Regions from separate parts of the Mus musculus genome. Here region 1 is linked to region 2. Evidence: chromatin contacts called from public HiCAR-type data. All regions are on one chromosome and are shown on one strand. The core of a region is the stretch at or near the end of the contact, and the rest is flanking DNA. Distances in the headings are between cores, read along the strand shown. Region 1 has its middle 46 kb from the start of Gm25138. Region 2 holds the start of Il15 (interleukin 15).

What was found. HiCAR-type assays count read pairs that join an accessible place to other places.
Region 1: a HiCAR-type map of kidney shows a contact between it and region 2, with 2.1 times the contacts expected there. The contact joins the enhancer-like site here to the promoter of Il15 in region 2. A contact is called at or near these places in 4 of 39 promoter capture datasets (the HPC-7 cell line, embryonic stem cells and liver), 6 of 484 Hi-C or Micro-C datasets (the G1E-ER4 cell line, liver, nephron progenitors and 1 more), 3 of 115 datasets of contacts at active chromatin or transcription factors (bone marrow-derived dendritic cells, bone marrow-derived macrophages and kidney) and 3 of 9 other capture datasets (adipose tissue, liver and pancreatic islet).

Annotation. Positions count from the first base shown.
Region 1 is chr8:82,452,874-82,458,295 of GRCm38.p6, reverse strand. No RefSeq gene overlaps it. Among named protein-coding and RNA genes, the nearest start is that of Gm25138, 46 kb to the right of the region's middle. Within about 2 kb of position 3,710, at least 6 of the 459 cell types and tissues checked have an H3K27ac peak or open chromatin away from gene starts, as enhancers often do. A contact at or near this core is called in kidney, where this site is marked.
Region 2 is chr8:82,398,741-82,404,505 of GRCm38.p6, reverse strand. Il15 (interleukin 15) reads left to right here and starts at 1,920. Exons shown (of 8, transcript NM_001254747.1): 1 at 1,920-2,206.

The DNA of each region.
Region 1 (5,422 bases), core at 2,461-4,960, 52 kb before region 2:
AATCATTACAGTTTTCATAATTCCACACAACACTTAGTATAGTATAAATCAATTGAAAGCTCAAACGGTCTTTCTACTAATCTAACTTGCAGGCTGTGTCAATCTCAAATGAGCATCTAATCTGCTGTTGTCCTGTCCCTTTGCTCATTCTTGTTCTGCTGGTTCCGCCACAGGGCATGCCACTATTTGACTGTGCTTATATCCCATGCCACCCCATGGCAATTATGGGCTATAGGGAAGCACCAATACACCCCTCCTGGGGTGGGAAAGCCCAGTCTGAGACATGGGAAAGCTGGAGCTGTTTCAGGGGTCCCCAGATATGAAACAATGCTGGGTCCATGGAGTTCTCAGGCTCTTGGACATCCAGGTGCCACTGGGACTCACAGAAGAACAGAGAATGAAGTTGGAGGCCCATAACTGCATCTTGCCCAGGGCAGGGGTGGGGTGTGAGGGAGGGCTCGTGATTGTTGTTCTTCCCATAAAGGCAGCAGGTTTGGTGGCAGTTGTGGCTAGGAGTGGAGAGGCCTTCTGTGGGAGATTAGGCAGAGGCTTTGTAGGCAAAGGCTTTCATGGCTCCCCATAGCAGATATCTATGAAAAGAGGCAGTCCATGGTTCTAAACAGTTTATTGTCACAATGGAAAATGGATGTATAAAACCATATCTCACTTCTCAGGGTGGGCCTGAGATTAAATACCTTTGCAGGGAGGAATATATGGGAAGGGAATCTTATTGGCGATGCCCTTTGAGCCTCTAGGCACATCATTAGCATGGAGATCTCTGTCTTGAGCCTACGTGACCACAGGTCACGTCTCTTTTCCTGTTGTCTTGGTCTGAGATGTTAGGGATGTCTCATCTACATGTGGAAGGGCTTGAGGTGTTTCCTTTATGTGACTGACAGCCACAAATCTATTGGAGGACTGTGGCTACGTGATAGAGGCCTGCTGCCAGGAGCAGGCAAAGCTCCTACCATCCCTTCAAGGTCTCCTGGGCTTCAAGCCTTTGGCCCAATTTTACCAGGCTTCCTCTCACTATGCTGTGCTGTGGCTTCTCTTTACCGTTCTTTCTCCTGGAATTCCATTGCCATGTTCAGTGGACAGCAATGGCTTCTGGTTTTCTAAGAAGAGAAGAACAATCAGGACTCTAGAGAAGTCCTCTACTCATTCACTAACCCCCAAACATGCATCCTCCTCCTCTTTGTCCCTAGCTAAAACTCTTTCATCTCCTTTGTGATCAGAATCCCTCCAGCTTTGCTGTAATTCTCATGAACTTCTAAAGAAATGTTTCCTTGTGTTTTACTAACTCAACCATCTGTTAAGATGCTGCAATCTCTGTCACTGTTCAGGCCTCCCTAGCTTGACCTCTCCATCAGTTGTTGGGCCATTTCTTTGTCCCCATTAAGCAGAATGATTCTTGAAAGAGTGGTCAGACCTCAAAGTCATTTCCTGCTCCTCTGATACTCACTTTGCTCACCACATTACTCAGTGTCCTTCTTGGCCCTGTGCTGTGCATTACACATACTGTGCACGACTGATCCACTCCACTGTGCTTCAGATTACCCTGAAAGCTGTCAGAATGCATATCTCTGCCTGAGAGCTCTTTTCATAATCTCAGAACAAGAAGCTCGGGTGGAAAGGAAGCTGCTAGCTCTGGGGATGGAACACCTTCTTTCAGCAGCCTCAACTAAAAGCCCAGGCTTATAAATCCCACCTGTGTAGACTGTGACATTTTAGAAAATGTGAGGATTTCAAAGATTCTGCCAGTCCATGACATATGCAGGAACTTGGAGTTCATTGACTGAACCTCTCTACATTTATAGATCAATGAAAACATGTAAAGAGGTTTACTGACGTATAAACCAACAGAGGAAGAAAATCTATTACTAAAAATTCAAGATTTAGAATTTTTCTATTATTTTCACATGGGATTAGATGTATCTTTAGAAATATATGTAAAATATAATGATAAAATTCTGTGTAATATCAACTAGAATTGTTCGTATATTGTATTGTAACTTCTTGGCAGAAAGTAAAAATACAAGGGCAGTATCTCCTCATTAGAAGGTGTCAGAAATGCATGGCTGCCTGTAATACTCAGAAACTAATCACTGTAATTGACCACCATGCTAAGTTAGGGGAGGATAAGAGACAAATGATGAAGTCAGTAAGTACAGAAAAATCTCATGAAATTCATCTTAATAACATTTCTCAAAACTAGGAATAAAAAAGCACTTGACTTTATAAAGTGTATATATATATATATGTACTTTATATTTATTTATAGTGTGTGTGTGTGTGTGTGTGTGTGTTTGTGTGAAGTGGAGGCTGATGCTTATAATCTTAGCACAAGATGTTGAGGCAAGGGAATTCTCTGACTTTGAGGCCAACTTAGGTTACTTCTGTTCTCAACTAGCCTGGGTTACAGAGTGGGTTCTTGTGTTAAAACAAAACAAAATAACACAAACCCAGTTATGTTTGCTGGTGACATATTGAACAGTTTTGCCTCAATTTTAGAAGAGAAGTAAAGAAATTCAAGTCTGTTAGATAATTCACAGTTTATATTAGCCAATGCAGTAAGATAGCTAAGCCAACCAGTACTGATCATGGCAGGTACTGATGGAAATGTGACTTCACAGGCTGAACGTCTCATTTTCACTGGTAAGAGAATAAATAACCCCACTAGCCCTGGAAGCAAAATGCCACTTTGTTTTTAAGTTAGATATGTCTGTATGTTTGTATTCCATAATACATCATTTTTACTTTAAAGTGGGGAATAGAAAATAAAACCACACATTCAAAACAATCCTATACATAAAATTTTATAGTGGTTATAATTGCAGTCTCCCAGATATGAAAACAGTACACTTCAACACAGAGTTTGCTTACTCATAAGAATTTAGACTCTCAACATATACTGGACTCTAAAACAGCAAAAAACAAAACAAAAGCCTAGTAAAGTATGAATTCTGTCATGTTTTCCATGGTAGGAGGTGATTTACAAATAGTAAGTGATTGGCAATGTTCTACTTATTTTATTGATATTTCCATGGATAAATACTTTGGGCAGCTATATATTGAACAGTACATTTAAGGTGCATGAAATTTATTTTTAAACATTTGTTTATTTTTATTTTATGTTCATTGGAGTCTTGCCCGCATGTGTGAGGGAATCGGATCCCCCGGAACTGTAGTGACAGACAGTTGTGAGCTGCCATGTGGGTGCTGAGAATTGAACCTGGGTCCTCTGGAAGAGCAGCTAGTTCTCTTAACCTCTGAGCCATCTCTCTAGCCCCAAGGTGTATGAAATTTCTATGTGAAATATATACACTAATAAAAATAATAATATAAAAGGAAAAGATAAGAAAAAGGAAAATAAGATGGGACTATTTGTATGTTGTATAGTTTTGAATGATTTACGTCTACACAGGGGAATAAAGGGAAAGTATGTGTGGGGAAGCAGGCAGTGCTCTGTTGCTTAGCTTATGCTGAGAACACTCAGGTCACATATGTGTTGCTTATATTGGTATAAGAGGGAAAGTCTATTTTCTTAGGAATAACAAAAATATGTGCAGAAGAACCAGAAAATACAATGACGTAAGAGAAAGAGAAAGAGAATGAGGGGGCAGCTTTCCAGGATCTTAACAATTCACCAGTGACAATGAAAGATTGGCTTGGGCAGTCAAGCACGGGTGATGTACACTACAGTGAGAAAGCAGAGACATTTGACAGAGACAAACCAGCGTTTCAGGCCTTGCCTCGTACTTTCCTCCCCACTTCCTATCTTTCTGCCAGTCGGCAGACTTCAAGGGCCTGTTTTCTCCCTTCCCTGCCAATCTGGACAGGCTCTCCCTTTATAAAAAAACAATGTATGATCAAGACTATCAAATAAGCCTCTTGGGACACGAAAAGTAAAATCAAACAAGTTGGGAAGGCCTTTTCATTTTAGACAATATCTGCTTTATAAGACCTTTCTCCTCCTGTAGACGAATGCGTTGCAGCCTGAACCCTGAACTGCTAAGGCTGACCTTTGGAATTAGAATCTTCTTTGAGACACAACCTTAGCTCAGCATTGGAAAGTGTGAGGCTACCAGCGAAGATGATTTAATGGAGAAATAAAATCAAGTTAATATTTACAAAATGCATTCCTGTATTATCTGCTTTTAACTTGGGCAAATATTTTATTGTGAGGAGCAGATTTTACTGCCAAATTGCATAACTGGCTTCACAAATGCTACCATGTTTGTGTGGGACCTTAGCTATTTCACCTCTCTGGTTTTCCATTCACCTACAAAGGTAAAGATGTTAGAATTGATACATAGAAGCCTGGCAAAGTCTTTTCAGCTACCCAAGGTCCTTTTTCCTAGCAGGTATACTAAAAGCTGATGGAAATACCTTACCAATATGCTGTTATTCTGAAATATCCAAATGCCCTCAAGCCTCAGATTTTCACATAGAGTAATTTATTGCTGTGAGATCCAGAAGACAAACTTCTGGAGACAGGGGTTTTATGGAATGCAATTCAAATTAGGCAATGGAGCCATGATGTCATAATATGTCTGAGGCAGACTCTACTAAGGATTGAAATAAGGCCCCTCCCTATAAAAACAAGGGGTTATGGAGAATGCTGTTTTCCTAAGAAAGCACATCCAGGATCTTAGTGATCTGCCACTAAAGCAGCTGGCGACTCAAAGAAGAGCTGGATGCTTTGAATAGACCGAAAGCCTCTGTGATGGGTGCAGTGTAGTGTTAAAGCGATCAAATGGGCATTGTGTTCATTGCTGATTACTACTCATGACCATAGTCCTGAGCTTTAGATGAGTTCACAACTCTACATATTCCACAAATGTTTTTCAAGTTAGGCATTATCAACCCAAATTCTAGAATGTGTGTAAGGATGATCATCTGCAAAGTTGGCAGCTGGAGGCTCGGAGCAGCTGGAGGCCTCCTGGAAGGCTCAGCCCAGTTCTGTCCTGTGTACAAGAGACTGACTTAATGACCATGTATAAACTTTAACATGTTGCAAACAGAGTTCAGAAAAAGATAGGTGTCCCTATTATGAGAATTAACAGATTGTAGGGAGCCCAGCCCCAGTGCATATATCTATATCATAACTCTTACATCCATGACTCAGGGACCATCACAAAACAGGAGTTAGACAGACCGTAAGAGCCAGACTTCTCAGAGGAAGTCAGCTGTGAAACAGTCCTTTCTAGAAATGGTTAGGTAAACAAGACCAGAGCTATGCCAATATCAACTGACATGTTAATGCAATGCAAACAAAAGACTACAGGTAACTGAAAGTATCTGGGAAAAGGAGAACTAGCCTCTCACAGACATGAGCTCCTATTTACTTTGTCTAATGCAGCATGGTCAGCCTTGAAACTATATACACATAAACAAAATGGACTCAGAAAGTTGTATTTAT
Region 2 (5,765 bases), core at 671-3,170:
TGAACAGCACACAGGAGACATAGGGCGATCTGGAGAGATGCGAAAGGAATCACCTTGCCGGGGTACACAGAGCTCTGTATTGGTCCAAGTTGAGGCATGAGATATTGACCTACTTGCTCACCTCTACATCACTCACATACTGTGATGTTCACTTCTAGTACATCATTGTGATGGAATTCAGTCCAGCTTCTGGCCTATTTTTATAGTGCATGCTCATTTCACGAAGCAGGGCTTCAGTGTGAAATGGAAAAGTGGTTGGGTTTGAAACTCATTGAAGCTGTTCAAGACAATTCACTGTATTATCCTGTACAAAAAGAATATTGATTTTAAAAATGTATTTGTATGTGTGTGTGTGTGTGTGTGTGTGTGTGTGTGTGTGTGTGTGTGTGTAAGTGCAGGTCCCTCAGGAGACCAATGCTGTTGGATCCTCTGGAGCAGGAGTTACAGCTGTTAGTGGATCATCTCAGTATGGTCCTGAGAATGGAAGTCCAGACCTCTGCAAGAACAACAAGCTCTTGAACTGCTGAGCAATCTCTCCAGTCAGATTTTTATGTTTCTTTAAATATAATTTATAATGGTAGTAAAATTTTAAATGGTTGTAAAATACACATTTTCACGATTTTTATTATAAGTAAATTTTGGTGTGATTGTTACCAAAACATGCATTATTGTTTCAAATATAAACCTTGAAGGGATACAAGATAAGTGTGTGAGAACAAACTTCCCATTACAATGATTTTATGTGGAATGCCACACACAGTTAATAATTAGTCGTTCAAATATTCTAGTTTTTACCATTTTTTAATGTAATACACAAAAACACAGAACATAGTTGTGTTTAACTAGGTGCCAAGGGCCTCATCGTTTTCTCCTGGCTTTCTCAAAAGCTTTGGGAACCGCAAGCCACTGAGTCTTTTCAATGATTCATCTGAATGCCAAAGCTGGGACCCCGGGCTCTCGGACTGTCTGGAATAGACACACAGTTGACATGGTTAACTCCTCCTCACTATAATCACTCCTAATTTCCAACTTAAAGATGCTGCCTTACCCACGCCTTGTTTCCCATCAAAAGACATGTGCAATGTTTTACATTCAGCTACAAATTAGGTTGGAAAAATGACCCAAGAGGGGTCAATTTAGTGGAAGTTTACTGTTCCCAAACAGGCCCCTCCTAGCAAGAGTTCAGAAAGAAACTTCCCTCTTCCAGACTCTGCAGCAGGTCAAGGGTTGTTTTGGAGGACCGCCCATTCCAGACCCAAGGTCCTTTTCCGTTTCCTCCCGGTACAGTCTCTGTCCAGATCTCCTCCGGGCTTCTATGGGGAAGCCAAACTGCCTCCCTGCAAGGCCAGTTGCTGTAGATGCAAGCAACCTGTGAACTCAGGCCAACTCCTTGAAACTTCACAGAGGCAAAGGCATTCCAGGACACACAGAGGCTGTGGCCAACTGCCCAGGGGGAGGAGACTGCTCTCTGCTCTCAGTTGCCCTTCAGGTTCTGCGCCCTGGGGACCTGGCAGTGGCAGAATCATGTGGGCACCTGGTAAGGTGGCCGGGACCATGTGTTCCTCCCGCAACCTCCCCAGGGTGTTGATCTCCGCCTCAGCTTGGGCTCTTTCTCTTTCACTTTTCTGTTAGCTGGGGTTGGGACTCCCCGGCTGGAAAGCACTGGGGGAAACCGGGGAAACCCCAGCTGATTCGCTCCTTGTGCCTTGATTGCTCCCGCTGGCTGCTGCCCTGCATCCTGCACCCTTCAACCAGAACCCGATGGAGGTACAGAATGGGAGGTGGTAGTGCTGGTGGTGGTGGATCAACAATGGAATTTTTTTTTTTTCCGAAAGCCTACGCCCCGGGCCCCTCCCAGCTCTGGCTCTGCTCAGGCACCCTTTTCCCCTCCAGCTGCCGGCCAGGCCGCCCCGCCCTCTTTCTTGACCAAGACTTCAATACTCAGTGGCACTGTATTCCCCTTCTGTCCAGCCACTCTTCCCCAGAGTTCTCTTCTTCATCCTCCCCCTTGCAGAGTAGGGCAGCTTGCAGGTCCTCCTGCAAGTCTCTCCCAATTCTCTGCGCCCAAAAGACTTGCAGTGCATCTCCTTACGCGCTGCAGGGACCTTGCCAGGGCAGGACTGCCCCCGCCCAGTTGCAGAGTTGGACGAAGACGGGATCCTGCTGTGTTTGGAAGGCTGAGTTCCACATCTAACAGCTCAGAGAGGTCAGGAAAGGTACTAACTCGGCTCTGCTTGCCACATTCTTTCAAACTTCTGGCCCCGGCGAATGGATGGCTGCTATGGACTTTCTTTCTTTCTTTCTCTCTCTCTCTCCTCTCTCCCTTTGCAAAAATTACTCACCTTTTCCTTGTTGAAGATGCGTTTTCTAGGGAAATAAATGTGCAGGAATGGCCATAGGTCTGGGTCTGTATTAGCAACAGCTTAGCTCAAGGCTTAATCAAAGCAGTTGTCTGTATGAAATACCAGATTGAAGGGAAGCAACGGGGAAGATTGTCCTGAAATAAAATCCTCACTCAAGCGGGCTTTAGATGAAAACCCAGCTAACTTTTTCAAGTGGGTTGGAGAGTGCAAAGTTGCAAGAAAGGGAAGCTCAAAAGAATGTCTATAGCCCCTCCCCCCTGCATTTAATATTATGTTAATGCCCAAACAATGTTAATGATCCAGGTTCCAGACAGAACCAGGCAGCGTCCTGACAGGTTTCAGACAGAACCAGAGACAGAGTCCCGCAGAAGCTGAAATGGAAATGAGGTGATTGGCAGCAGCTACTTTCCACTGGTGATTTTAAATTGATTTCTGATACTCTCATTGGTGGCGCCAGGGAGGCCCCATTGACCTGCCAGGACTCTCCAGTCTGAGCCGGTAAATAAACAGATTACTACGATTGCTGCCTCAAGTTAGATCCTTATCAACATTGAATGCTCACTAAAATTTAAAGGATTTCTTAAAGGAAGTTTAGAGGGATTGATAAGAAAGAAGCGACTCAAGAGGGAACATCAATATTAATAAAGGAGTAGAGACAAAACTATAGTTATTTTAGGCTTTTAGAATAAAAAAACAACAACAACAACAACAACAAACTCCGGAGTTTTACTTAAAATGTGGAAGGGTCAGAAATTGCTTCAGGCTTGTTATAAATGTGTCTGCTTCTCCTCTGATCTTTATGCTTCCCCTTTTCCCTTCTGGGAGTTTGCAGTCCCATTCTCACTCTAATGGCTCCTCTTGCCTTGTGATCTGTTTTGCAACATGATAGGGGGTCAGGTTTTCCCTAGTTCAGATCCCTGACAGGTTTCTAGTAGTTTAGATATTACTGCTGGCTGCTGATTGGCAGGCAGAGGCAGTGTACAGTGCGGTGGGAAGCTGCTTCTTAGAATTTTCCTGCAGATTGCTGGTGGGTTAAAGGAAAAATACAATGGTGCTTTCTTAGTTAAATCTTGTTTCAATTCTAAGAAGTGTCTGTGGCTATATTGCATAATATAACATTTGTCAAGGACACAGATTTATATATATATATATATATATATATACATATATATATATATATATATATATATAAACTAATTTTGAAGAGTTTTAGCAAAATGGCTTAAGGTTATTGAAACAATTTGGAAGCAGAATTTTGACCTTGGGAAGCACTTCATCTGAGGTGTGTGCTGCCGCTCTGTGATTTCAGCTCTGTGATTTCAGGGAAGCTAAAAAAAAAAAAAAAAAAAAAAAAAAAGGAGCTCTGTGGATTTTCCTGAGGGAACTATTTGTAACACCAATCAGCTTTTATAAATGGATATTTGACCCAAGGCTTTAAAACGTTTAGAATCTGGTCTCTGTTTATGTAACTTTTCTTCTGAATGCTGGTTAACCACAACCCAGGAAATAATGTCTTCATCCCACAGCCTGTTACATAAATAACAGTCAACAACTTAAATTCTAACCCCCCAATATTGTTCTAAGTGCACATGTGTTTAGAGAGTGTCATGCTAGACATCTGTTTATAAATATTCGTGTGTATGGCACATTTGCTAGAGTAACTCATTTGCAGGGAAACAGGTCTTGGGAGGGTTAATCTCTTCCACCCCAGACAGAGCTAAGATTGCAATGCTGATAAAAATGAAAGAATTTCCTATTCAACAGCTTCCCCACAGTTTTGACAGTGACAGTTACTAATTTATTTTGGGCCAATGTTGCTAGAATTTTGGCTTCTGATTACTTTTATAGCTGATATTATTAATTATATATTTAAGGATTATAATCACATAATATCTGTATGCATTTGATCCCTTAGAGAAATTCATGATCTCTAAATGGGAATAGCTGCCTAATATGTATCAGATTTTTAAAATAATGACTCATAATGGGTAAATCTGGATTGACTTCTGTATCTGAATCTCTCTGCTTCTCATTCCATCCATCCACACAGGAAGCTAGGACTCAAAGAGAGATAGGAGGAGAAGAATCTCCCATTACATCATACCTGAGGCTGCAACTCAACATTGTGTGAGGCTTGTGCTTGCCTTTGCACTGGTGGGAGGAAAAAGTCTATCAGGGTGTTGAGTGAAAGTGAGTGTTGTTAGGGAGAAATGGCATGCAATCGATGAAGAATTATTTTATGGTGTTTCAGTTAACTAATATCAAAATTACATATGCATTTATACATATATTGATATATCCTATAGATTTGTATATGTGTGTTTGTGAATATGTTAGCAGCTGTCAGGAGATAGAAGGGCTATTTGCAATTGTTTTTGGATTAGAGTTGGATGGAAAAATCAATGTTAGCCTAGAAATCCTAACATATTGAAGTAAAACAACATGTTCAGAAGGAACCTAGTGTGAACCTGAAAGTACTAAGAGGAAGGCACCATGCCAGCTTGTCTTAGGCATAGTCCTGTTGAATTCTAATGCCATTCCACGTTTATTCCTACTGTACTGAAAGGAAAACGGTAATGGTGGTGCTGCCGTCCCTCCTTAGTGGAGTAGGATCTGCTGCTGAGCTTAAGGCTCACTCTTACCAATGCTCATTTTGTAGGTTGTCATGTTCTTTGTGTTTAGTATGGTGAGAAAGGAAACACACACACACACACACACACACACACACACACACACACACACACACACAAAACCATCTCTGCCAGGAAGCAGACACTGGCCATCATTTGACTGATTATTTTGCTGTATATTAAACAATGTTATCCCTTTCTAAAGTGTTATCCTGGGCCAGTGAGGTGGCTTGGCCAGTGAGTAAAGGAGCTGGCTACATAAGCCTGGTGACCTGAGTTCAAAGGTGCAAAGAGAACTCATTCCATAAAGTTGTCCTCTGACCTCACTTGCATATGTGCCATGCCACATGAGCCCGTCACCGCCACCGTGCAGACACACACCATGATGATAAAAGTCAAAAGAAAATTAAGGAGTTGAGTGGCTGAGGTCAGAATTAGCAAAGTGAGGTAACTTGAGCCATTTGATTAGCAGTGATCATACACATTCTCTGTCTGGAGACTCGAGTGTTGTACGCATGTGTGTTTAAGTGCTTTATCCCGCTACAGGGCACGGAACTAGACAGTATGATGGTGATCTATGTACCTGAGTGTAAAAGATGGGTGTTTTCTCCAAATGTTGATCTCTTCTGTCTTCTTGAGAGGTCACAGACCACATTAGGATGATGATAAAAAATTATTTTGCCAAATGAAGAAATAGAAACTGAAAATGGCCAAGGGTGGGGCCTAGGGAAGAAATGACCACAGGACTGGTGGGGGAAGGGAGCTGAACTCA